Regions from separate parts of the Mus musculus genome. Here regions 1 and 2 are each linked to region 3. A link is a contact called in public HiCAR-type and promoter capture Hi-C data. All regions are on one chromosome and are shown on one strand. Each heading gives the region's core, a stretch centred on a gene start, on an enhancer-like site or on the middle of the called end of the contact. The rest is flanking DNA. Distances are from core to core; before and after follow the strand shown.

The links. Promoter capture Hi-C pulls out the DNA fragments that hold promoters and counts their contacts. HiCAR-type assays count read pairs that join an accessible place to other places.
Region 1: a contact with region 3 is called in a promoter capture Hi-C map of liver, with 10 times the contacts expected there. The contact joins the promoter of Glmn here to the promoter of Golga3 in region 3. A contact is called at or near these places in 2 of 39 promoter capture datasets (hippocampal neurons and liver).
Region 2: a contact with region 3 is called in a HiCAR-type map of astrocytes, with 5 times the contacts expected there. The contact joins the promoter of Ccdc18 here to the promoter of Golga3 in region 3. A contact is called at or near these places in 4 of 39 promoter capture datasets (cranial neural crest, hippocampal neurons, liver and 1 more) and 2 of 115 datasets of contacts at active chromatin or transcription factors (astrocytes and embryonic stem cells).

Annotation. Positions count from the first base shown.
Region 1 is chr5:107,596,253-107,599,718 of GRCm38.p6, forward strand. It overlaps Glmn (glomulin, FKBP associated protein), which reads right to left and starts at 1,387. Exons shown (of 19, transcript NM_133248.2): 1 at 1,292-1,387; 2 at 536-610. The coding sequence starts at 574. Rpap2 (RNA polymerase II associated protein 2) reads left to right here and starts at 1,444. Exons shown (of 13, transcript NM_144911.3): 1 at 1,444-1,608; 2 at 2,270-2,315. The coding sequence starts at 1,536.
Region 2 is chr5:108,131,176-108,134,374 of GRCm38.p6, forward strand. Ccdc18 (coiled-coil domain containing 18) reads left to right here and starts at 1,739. Exons shown (of 29, transcript NM_028481.1): 1 at 1,739-1,823. Tmed5 (transmembrane p24 trafficking protein 5) reads right to left here and starts at 1,445. Exons shown (of 4, transcript NM_028876.3): 1 at 1,061-1,445. The coding sequence starts at 1,249.
Region 3 is chr5:110,175,478-110,178,507 of GRCm38.p6, forward strand. It overlaps Golga3 (golgi autoantigen, golgin subfamily a, 3), which reads left to right and starts at 1,380. Exons shown (of 24, transcript NM_001347389.2): 1 at 1,380-1,445. Gm15787 (predicted gene 15787) reads right to left here and starts at 1,027. Exons shown (of 3, transcript NR_040431.1): 1 at 840-1,027.

The DNA of each region.
Region 1 (3,466 bases), core at 137-2,636, 2.6 Mb before region 3:
CCATGCCAGGCACTTATACTCATATATACCCCCTACCAACACACATAAACAGACATGTACATGATTTAATATGCTTTTAAATACAATTTACTAACGTTTACCTTCATACATATGCATGTGCCTGATGCCCATTGTGGGCCAGAACAGGGCCTGGGTTTTGAGAAATGAACCCAGGTCCTCCGCAAGAACAAGTGCTCTTAACCACTGAACCATCTCTCTAGCCCCTTATGCCCCTTGTGAGCGAGGGTCTCTCTCTCTCTCTCCATAGCCCAAGCTGTCCTGGAAATTTACCATGTAAACCAGGCCAGCCTCAAAATCAGAGACCCCTCTGCCTTTGCCTCCCAAAAGTACTAGGATTGAAAGTCACCACCACCATCATCATTATCATCTAATCTACTTTCCTGATTTTTTGATATTTACAAGTCAAAAAAGAAGAAGCAGAATTTAGTTAAGATAAATAACATGAGTGACCACAAAGTAAAGATACTCTATGCCCTTCCCATATATTTAAAGGTGTTTTCGGAGAAGTACTTACACATCTTTTTATTATGCTCTGAAGTTCCTCCACAGCCATTCCTAATTATTTTCCTAATTTTGATGCTGTAATGAACTAATACAAAAAAACCCAGTTAATTGTGTGATACCATGTAAATTATGTTTCATAAACCGTTTCATTCTGAATTATTAGACAACAAACACAATGTAAAGTTTTATAGGTTAACTGCTATTACTGAACGTTACTGTGTTAGCCTAATGAAGCATTTTTAAAAGCCCCTGATATAATGCCTAAAGAAAGTAATTTTTAAAGAATGACGAGTAAAAAAATAAAAAGAGCCCTAGAAAGAACTACTAGAAAAGCCTTTGTTTAAAAGGAAAACAAAAATCCAAATTGTGGACCTGGAATGAAAAATCTAATCATTAAGTAATTTTTTTAAATGTCCCATTGACAAAAACTGGAATCCAACATAATTAAGTCACCCAAAGAAGTTGAAGATTCCGATGCCGCCCACCCCATTCTCCACAGGATCTCCCTCCTCACATAAACAATCGTCAGTGAGATCACCGAGTATCACGAAAAGGAGGCCAGCAGCGAAGGTCCTTGCCCCGCAGGCGCGAACAGGAAAATCACACCCTACCGCGCCTGGCTGAGGCGAAGGGAGGCCATTTCTCCCTGCTCCTGCAGGGCAGGGTGTCCAGGCTCCAGCACCTCCAGAGGCCGAGCAGGAGAGCCGCGTGCGGCGCAGGTCCTGTTCGGCGAGCCCGATCCGCCCGACCCAGCATGTCTACCTACCCGCCGATCCACGCGCCTGCCTCTTGCCCTCCTCCTCCTTCTCCACTTCAGGTAGCGCAGGCCGCACTCCTGGCCCCGCCCCCGGACCGGACCCTCCCCCTCCGCCGCTCGCCCCGCCCCGCCCTGGGCCCGCCCCCTCCGCCGCTCGCCCCGCCCTCCCTGGGCCCGCCCCCAGCCCGGTTCCGGGCGAAGCGTGAGGAGGTAGATGTGCTGTCCCGACCCCCTCTTCTGACCGCATTTCCCCATGGCTGACTCTGCCGTACCTTGCTCTCTAGGCCCAAGTACCCGGGCTTCCAGCACCCACCGAGATGCTACCGGTACGAACAAGAGCCACCGTCCCAGGCTGGGACCCTGAGACCTTGGTTTGAGTACCACGCACGCGCGGGCCTCTTTCTGAGGCTGCGCCGGGGAGAGCGAGAACTCCGGGTGGATGAGGCCCAGAGCTTCCCAACGCAGGCTGTCCTAGTGCCTTCGGGGGAGGAATCCCACACTCTTACACAGGGGTTTTAGGATCTACCCGTACGTGGGAACAAGTGGCCAAGGCAGGTGGTGGTCAGTTGCCTTGAACCTTGGATTGCTTTGATATCTGGTCTCTGAGGTCTCAGACTCCTCTCTTTAGGCAAGGGAACAAACATTTGGGAGACTGAGCAATGTTTATTCTAAAGGAACCCAGTTTAGAGAGTGTTTTAAAAGCACTTGATTAAAGCGCATCCGATGAGAAAGAGTCCTCGAAGAGACTGCCGTCATGAAAATGTAAAATGTAATTAATTTACAGAAACAATTGAATTTGCTTCCTGTTTAGCCCCCCCTTTTGTTTTTGTTTTTCTGGGGGGGGGGTTGTTTTTCTTTTTTTGTACACATCGAAGTTGGAAATGAGATGTGTGAGAGAAAAGGAAATGGTGCCTACAGTGTGATATTTGGGGACTACTCTGCTACATCAAATGCATTGGCACTTGACTTTTCTCTCTTCAATTGTAGGTACTAAACAGACCCGAGCCCTGAAACGAGGAGATGCATCTAAAAGGTAGAACCACGTGGGCATCTGCATTTCACTTTGCTTTTATCTCATTAATTCAATCTGATTTGGTTTTTTTTTTCTTTTCTTTTTTTTTTTCTTTTCTTTTTTTTTTTTTTTTTTTTCTTTTTTCTTTTTGGTTTTGGTTTTTTTGTTTTGATGTTCTGTTTTCTGATCTTGCAATCTGGGAATTGAACTTAAAGACTTTGTACATTCTAATGAAGCTCTTTGTCTAATTTACCGAGCTATACTCCAGCCCAAATAGTTTAAAAGCATAGTGCATACCTTTCTTGAGAAAATACTGAAGACTCAGGAAGCACTGTCGATTCTCACGTAAGACTGCTCTGTCCTTCAGCTGTAGGAAAACCAATGTGGAGGCTTAGGCTGTTGGAAACTATCATGAACACCTGTAGAAAGTTCTGGGGACATAGTTCCTGAATTAACCAATCTTTCCCATTTCTTCAGGTACACTATTACTGTTGTATGTGCCAAGCTCGCTGAAGCAGGTTCTTTCTTTATCACTTCAAGGCACCTTTTGTCTTCTGGGTTTTTTGTTCTGTTGTTGTTTTGTTTTTCTTTTCTTTTTTCTTTCTTTTCTTTCTTTCCTTCTTCCTTCCTTTCTTTCTTTCCCCTCCCCCCCCCCTTTGGTTTTTCGAGACAGGGTTTCTCTGTATAGCCCTGGCTGTCCTGGAACTCACTCTGTAGACCAGGCTGGCCTCAAACTCAGAAATCCGCCTGCCTCTGCCTCCCAAGTGCTGGGATTAAAACCGTTCTCCACCACTGCCCGTTTTTTTGTTTTCTTTTATTTTGTTTTTGTCTTCTTTGTAACGTTAAATAGGAACTTAAAAACAAACCAACCAAAAGCATCCTTTACAGTTTAGAGCTTCCAAAAAGTCATGGCCTCTCGTGTCACAGAGGAGATAGCTAGAGCAAAACTCATCTGAAGAGACTAACATTCATCACTTCAGGACTCACCGACTCTTCTTGCAAGATAATTTCCAAATACAAGATCGTCTGTATTTGAGTTAGGCCCTTAGGATGTGTTGTTGAACAAGTCGGTTTTGCTCACAAGAACTGAGCTTCCACTTCCGTATCACTGCTCATCACGGAAGGACAGTCAGGTCAGGAACTCACGCAGGGCAGGAACCTTGGGGCAGGAG
Region 2 (3,199 bases), core at 489-2,988, 2.0 Mb before region 3:
CAAACAAAGCCTGCCTATGAACCCCCAAACTCCTGAGAACCAGGTTTTTCTCAGTTTGTTCCTCCTCCTGGAACAATTCCTTGCATACATTAATTGTTCAGTAAATGCTAAACTTTTGTTCACAAGTGGAAATCAAGAAATATTAAGCTGTAACCTTAGTTGTGCTGAGATTTTTGTATATTATGACTTTAGATACTTCCTGTAATTACTGTAAACATCTATAAATAATCCCAAAGGCTCCACATATAAAAGTTTTACATAAGAATTAAAAAAAGATTTAATAATAAGCGTATTCTGCTGATACTAAAAAGAAAACAATGACACGGGAAGAAAGCTGACAAAGTTCAATGGAAGAAAGGTCATACACTATTATCTTATTTGATTTCAAAGTGATGGATGTACACCCGGGATGACAATGTACCACTAAATACAGCAACAGTCCATTTCAACACATTTCAAAATCTGACTTAGAGATCTTCGCATGGACACAATTCAATACTCCCAAGACTGGGTTTCACTATGCAGCCTTGACTGTTCAGAGATCCACTTGCCTCTGCCACGGGAATGCTGGGGTTAGAGGCGTGTGCCACCACTGCCCAGCCACAATTCAAAACATCGTGCCGATTTTATAATATCGGGATTTGGTGAAAGTGGTGAGAGTGAGTCAAACAAGTGTTATCACTTCGTCCAATAATAAAGAAGAACGTGTATCAACCCCTTACAGCGAACTTCTCAGAACTGTAGGGTATGTAAACTAGCTTGAAATGGCTTGGGGGAATTAAGAAACAAAGAGTAACGCCATTGACGTCACCAGTGCTGGCCTCTTTCCGACCAGAGGAAAGGGAAGAGAGAGGGTAGGTGTCAATTTTAGGACTGGCCAAACTTGTGAGTTCCAGGCTCCCAGGAGCCCCGCTTAAGTACGCCTGCGCCAAGCAGGCCAGTTTCCCAGGAGACCCTCCTCGGATTCACCTCGGTCGCTGTCCCACCTTTTCCAAGTAGGTGAGAGGCGACCATGTGGTGCGGCCCGGCCCAAGGAAGGCTAGCCCACTTCCGCACTTACTTGGTATTCGATCTCCAACGATGCCTTCAGGGGCATGGGCTGGTAGAAACACTCCTTCCGGCCGGCCGGCAGCGTGAAGGTAAAATCACTGTCCAAAGAGGGTGTGAAGCCGGCCGCCCCGCGCAGCAACGCTGCGGGCAGAGCGGACAGGAGCAGCACGGGGAATGGCAGCCACATCCTGCCGCCCATCCCTGTCGATCTCTGCCTGGACGCGTGTAGGGAGGTGCGGGATACTGGTGTCTCCGATTTGAAATCCCGATCTGAGGGAACTTCAGGCAGCGGCGAGCCTCACTCTCTTGGAAGGTGGAAGCACTGCCTTCCACTGGGCCGGGCGAGGGCGGGGCCAGCGTCCCCTTTCGGCTGCCTTCTGGGTTTCGCATCCTTCCTTCACACCAGACTTGTCGGTTTCGGCTTCCCTCACACACGCCAATCAACGTTGGCGGGGGTAACGACGGGAAATGTAGTCCGAGGTGACCACGGCACGCCGCTCATCCGCGCTTCCAGACTCATTTCCCGGCATGCCCTGCGCCCCGCTCCCGTTCGCAGAGCCCCGCGTGGTGGGCGGGGTCGGGGCCCGGGAGGCGGGTCCCAACGGCTGCCGCGGCGGTTCGAACTCGGCGCCTCGGAGGTTCGCTGGTTCTCCTCATCGAGAGTCAGAGGCTTCCATGTCGTGGGCTGCGAGAGTGTCCCAGGCTTCCGAGCGCAGAGGAGGCTCGCGGTGCGCCGTGGTCTGGGGACGCTAACCCCGCCTGCGATCTGGGTGGTGAGCAAACGCCTCCTGGCTGGAAAAGGGCTTTCCCGAGGGGTTTGTTTTCTCTTGGGACAGTCGACCTGCGCCTGGCCTGCTTGTGAGGCGTTTTCTTTTATTTGAGGCAGAATCGGAAAGGAGGCTGCCAGACTTTGCTCTACTCCCTACAGGCAGATGGAGGACCTCTTTCTTGAAATAAAATACTGTATAAAACCATGTACTCTTTCTCAAGCGGAAAGTCCTGTCACAGGATTTTATAGAGTGTAAAGTGCTTGTCCTTCGCTCGATGAGTGTGCGTGTGTGAGAACTCATTTTTCACTAGACTTGAAGATACGGTTGTCAGGGCCGCCCTATAGGTAAGATGATAAGCCTTTCTACGTACACATACTACAGGTAAACGTAGGAAAATGAGGATGTTTAAATACCAGACGTATCCAATTCTGAACGGCTAGAAAATTCTTACGTGAAAATGCACAAGTTGCTGAACGTAAAAGCCTGACTTAAATGGTGTCCTACAGTACTGATCAGCATTTTCTAGTCTCAAGTTTCTTCTTTTCTCTCCTCCATTATTCTGTACGAAGCTAGAGATGTTGCATAGATGTGAAGTAGCATGGATTCCTGAGCCACTGACTGGGGAAGTCTTCCAGCTTATGCAGAAGCAAATTTGTTAAAAAGAAAACCAGAAACAGGGTAGAAAAGGGTAGAAACATTTACATCTACAAAATATCTCGTTTAATTTTAGGCCTCAACTTTTTCCAATAAGGTGCGAGGTGTTTTTTTGTTTTTGTTTTTTTTTCCAATCCACCCTACTCCTGAGAAATTTTGCGTGGGAAATTAATGTACCAGGACCGTTTTTACCTGAGTGAGGGAGGGAGAAGGCAGTTTATTCATTTATCCGTTCAAAATAATTGAGTTTTCCTAAGTGCATTACACTCTTGAACATAATAGGTGGGAATTAATAATATCTGTAACCCAAATTTTAAGAAAGGCAATGAAAGAGGTGCTACAGTGAAAAAAAAATTAAATGGAATATGAGAGAGAAGTGAAATTGTAAGATTATGCAGAAAGTTCTATAGTAGGAGTGGAAATTCTAAAACTTTTTAGTTTTTATTTTAGTAATTACAATAATAAAGCATCCTTTACTGTGATTTCAAGAATATTAATTTTACTCTGTGTCTGTGGGTGTTTGGGATCCTCTGAAACTCGAGTTACAGACCATTGTAAGCTACCATGTGGGGGCTGAGAATATCAGTGGCAACCCTTTGAAAGAGCAATGCCTTTAAACCCAGAGCCATCTCTCCAGCCCATCATGATCTTTCTTTTTTTTTTCTTTTTTTTTTTTTTAAGATTTATTTATTATTTATTATATGTAAGTACACTGTAGCTGTCTT
Region 3 (3,030 bases), core at 130-2,629:
AGAGTTGGTTCACTTCTTCCACCACTATATAAGCTTCAAATTGCCAGTCTTATGCTGCAAGTGACCTTGCTTGCTGAGCCACTCACCAGGTTCAGAGAGGTCCTTTCTCAATAATCCATAAGATTGCAGAATGTCTACCCACCTGTCTCTTTATTCAGCTCTGACATCATCTACTCTCTTGTATGTCTGTTTTTTACTATTTCCCTCCAAGAAGTAAGTTTCCTGAAAGCAGACAGCATCTGGCAAAGTCCTTGGCACACAACAGTCCTCAGTAGATACAGCAGGTTCCCCCATCAACCCCTGGACATATAAAGCTGGGACCCTGTCAGTCCTTTTGTCTACCTCAAGACCCTTCAAATTTGTTCATTGACTGATGAGCAGAAACAAAAGGGAAATATCCAAACAATAGGATATTAGCAATAAGAACGAAGCACTAAAAGATGTACAACATGGATACAATTTGAAAAAGAACTCAAAGCTATACAGTATATGAACCCTATTGGTATGAAATGTACAGGCAAGGACACTCAGAAACAGAAATAATGATAAAATCGTAAACAGGAGCAAACTTTACAGCATGTAAATTATATCTTTGTAAAGCTTTGGTCATTTTTATTTGGGGTTGGAAATGTAGCTTGGAGGTGGGGAGGTTACTAGACATGTTCAAGGCCCAGGATACAATCTCGAGCACTGAAAACAAAATGTATACTTAGCATTTTCCCCATGTAGCAGTGGCAATAGTTTAATATTGTGTTGTGAGAACTTCCTCTCCTTTCCTATCTTCACATACTAGAGACTGAACCCAAGAGTTCTGAACTACACCGCAGACGTCTTTTTACCTTTTAAGACAAGTCCCACTTTATAGTCCAGTCAGTCCTCGAGCTTGTGATACTTGTCAGACTTCCTCGTGGCTGGCAATGCAGTCGCGTGGCGCAGTGTCCGGCCATGTATAACACTGGCAATAATACAAACAAGACTGACAAACACTTAGGAACAAGTTGTCAGAACTGTGGTGGAGGCGGTGTCTGGCGGGGAAGCCACGCCCCGGGGGCGTGGCCACGTGGATCGTCATACCCACCAGTCAGAAGGCCGCGAGGGGCGGGAGCGTGGCGAGTCCAACGTCACTACCACCGGAAGCGTTTTTCTTTTTTTGGGGGGGGGGGGAGGGTTGTCCTGATTTCGTCTCTTAGGCTGGAAGTTGTTCCTCTGAAGGGAAGGCACACAAAATTTTAAGTCCACTTTCTGAAGGATATCTCAATCTGTCCGGAGATCCATACCAACCCCAATTTGAAAGTGGCTACTGGCCGCTGAGGGCAGCCTCTCTTCCGGAACGAAGACCTCGCGGACCGTTTGTTTCCGGGGGGTTGCCCGAGACTGGTACCCTGTTGCGCCCCGCCCCTTGCACAGCCACGTCCTACCGGAGCCGCAGGGTTGGGCCGGAACCGGTGAGGGTTTTGGGGGCTATTACTGAGGAGGGTCGGGACCTTGTGGCAGAGGACCGTGGAGGAACTGTTGGGGCAACCCTGGCCGCGCCCAGAGAGGCGTACAGGGGCAAGGCGGATGCAGAGTCCGGTGAGGGTCGCGCAGACTTTGGGTCAGCCGCGGTCAGCTCAAGTCAGTTTTTGCTTTTACTCCGTGGGGTTGGAAACCTGCCTCGCAGCTGGGTTGTCAGTAAATGCAGAGACTGCTTCTGCACCCACGGAATGCGGTCTGCCCTGAGAGCGTTGCTACTGCTGCTTGGTTGGGTCAGCGTGTTTGAAGTCTGCTCCTTTTGCAGTTGATGACGAACGTGACATGGTGGCAAGTCGTACAGTGCGTGGGGGACTTAGGTTGTTTTGATTCTGGTGCTCAGAGGTGTTTGCTGAACATGGTCAGTGGAGTCAGTGACCAGAGAGAGCTAGGCGAACAGCTTACCACCTTCCCACGGGCGCTTACTGAATGTTTATAGAAAAAGAGGCCCTGTTTGTAAAAGGTCCCAGGATACAGTAGTGTTTTGGTCTCTGTTTTCATCACTTTCTGGTGGAGGTATACTGACAACTCAAAACAGTTGAGAGGATTAGGTTTGTGCAACCTTCGGAAGAGTTTACCTTTGAGTCAAGACAGGCCTCCATGACAAGAATCGTTTGTGCAAAATTATTGAGAGGAATGTCTCAAGAAAAGTGAACAAGAAGTGTAGAGACCCTATGGAGAGTCAGTTGTACTTCTGGATGCATGATATAGCCAGATAATGAAAAAAGACACAGCATGTGAGGGGTACAGACATAAGTAGGAACCCAATTAAAGTGGTCTCCGGTCGAGGCTAAGAAGTTTGTATTTTATTGTCAGTAGGACACTGTAAACCATTTACAAATGCCGCCTGACTTTTATAGTCCGTTAATGACTCAGATACAGTGTACCTTGAATGGAAAGAAAAGGAAAAGCCTGGATAGGGTGGCACATGTCTGTTATACCAGCTCTTGGGAAGTCAAGACAGGAAGACCTCAGCCAGCTTGAGGCCCATGCTACATAGCAATATTCTGTCTAAAAAATCCAAAAGCAGATCGGAAAGACTTCTGAGTGGTTGAATGTTATAGAGTCTGATGACCTGAGTTCCCTGGGAGCCCTGTGGTGGAAGGAAAGCATCCACTCTTCAGTTGTCCTCTGCCCTCCACACAACTGTGCGTATGAACACAGACACAAATCTGGAAAATCTTGTTTCTTCCCTATTTCTTATAAAAGAAAGGAAACAGAAGAAATGAAAGTTGCTCAGATTTAAAAATAGCTGGGTTTTGGCCAATTGCTTTAAGTAGTGTTTTTTTTTTTTCTCTCTCAAGTGAGAATATAACTGCAATTTGGCTCTTTCAACAGCTGTTGAAAGGAGAATTAATTACACTTGTTTAGCAGAGACCCTATATCTTATTGTAGTCAATCCTAGCAAAATTTTTGTATTTATTTTCTCTGTGTTTTGTTTTGTTTTGTTTTTCGAGACAGGGTTTCTCTGTATAGCCCTGGCTGTCCTGGAACTCACTCTGTAGACCAGGCTGGCCTCGA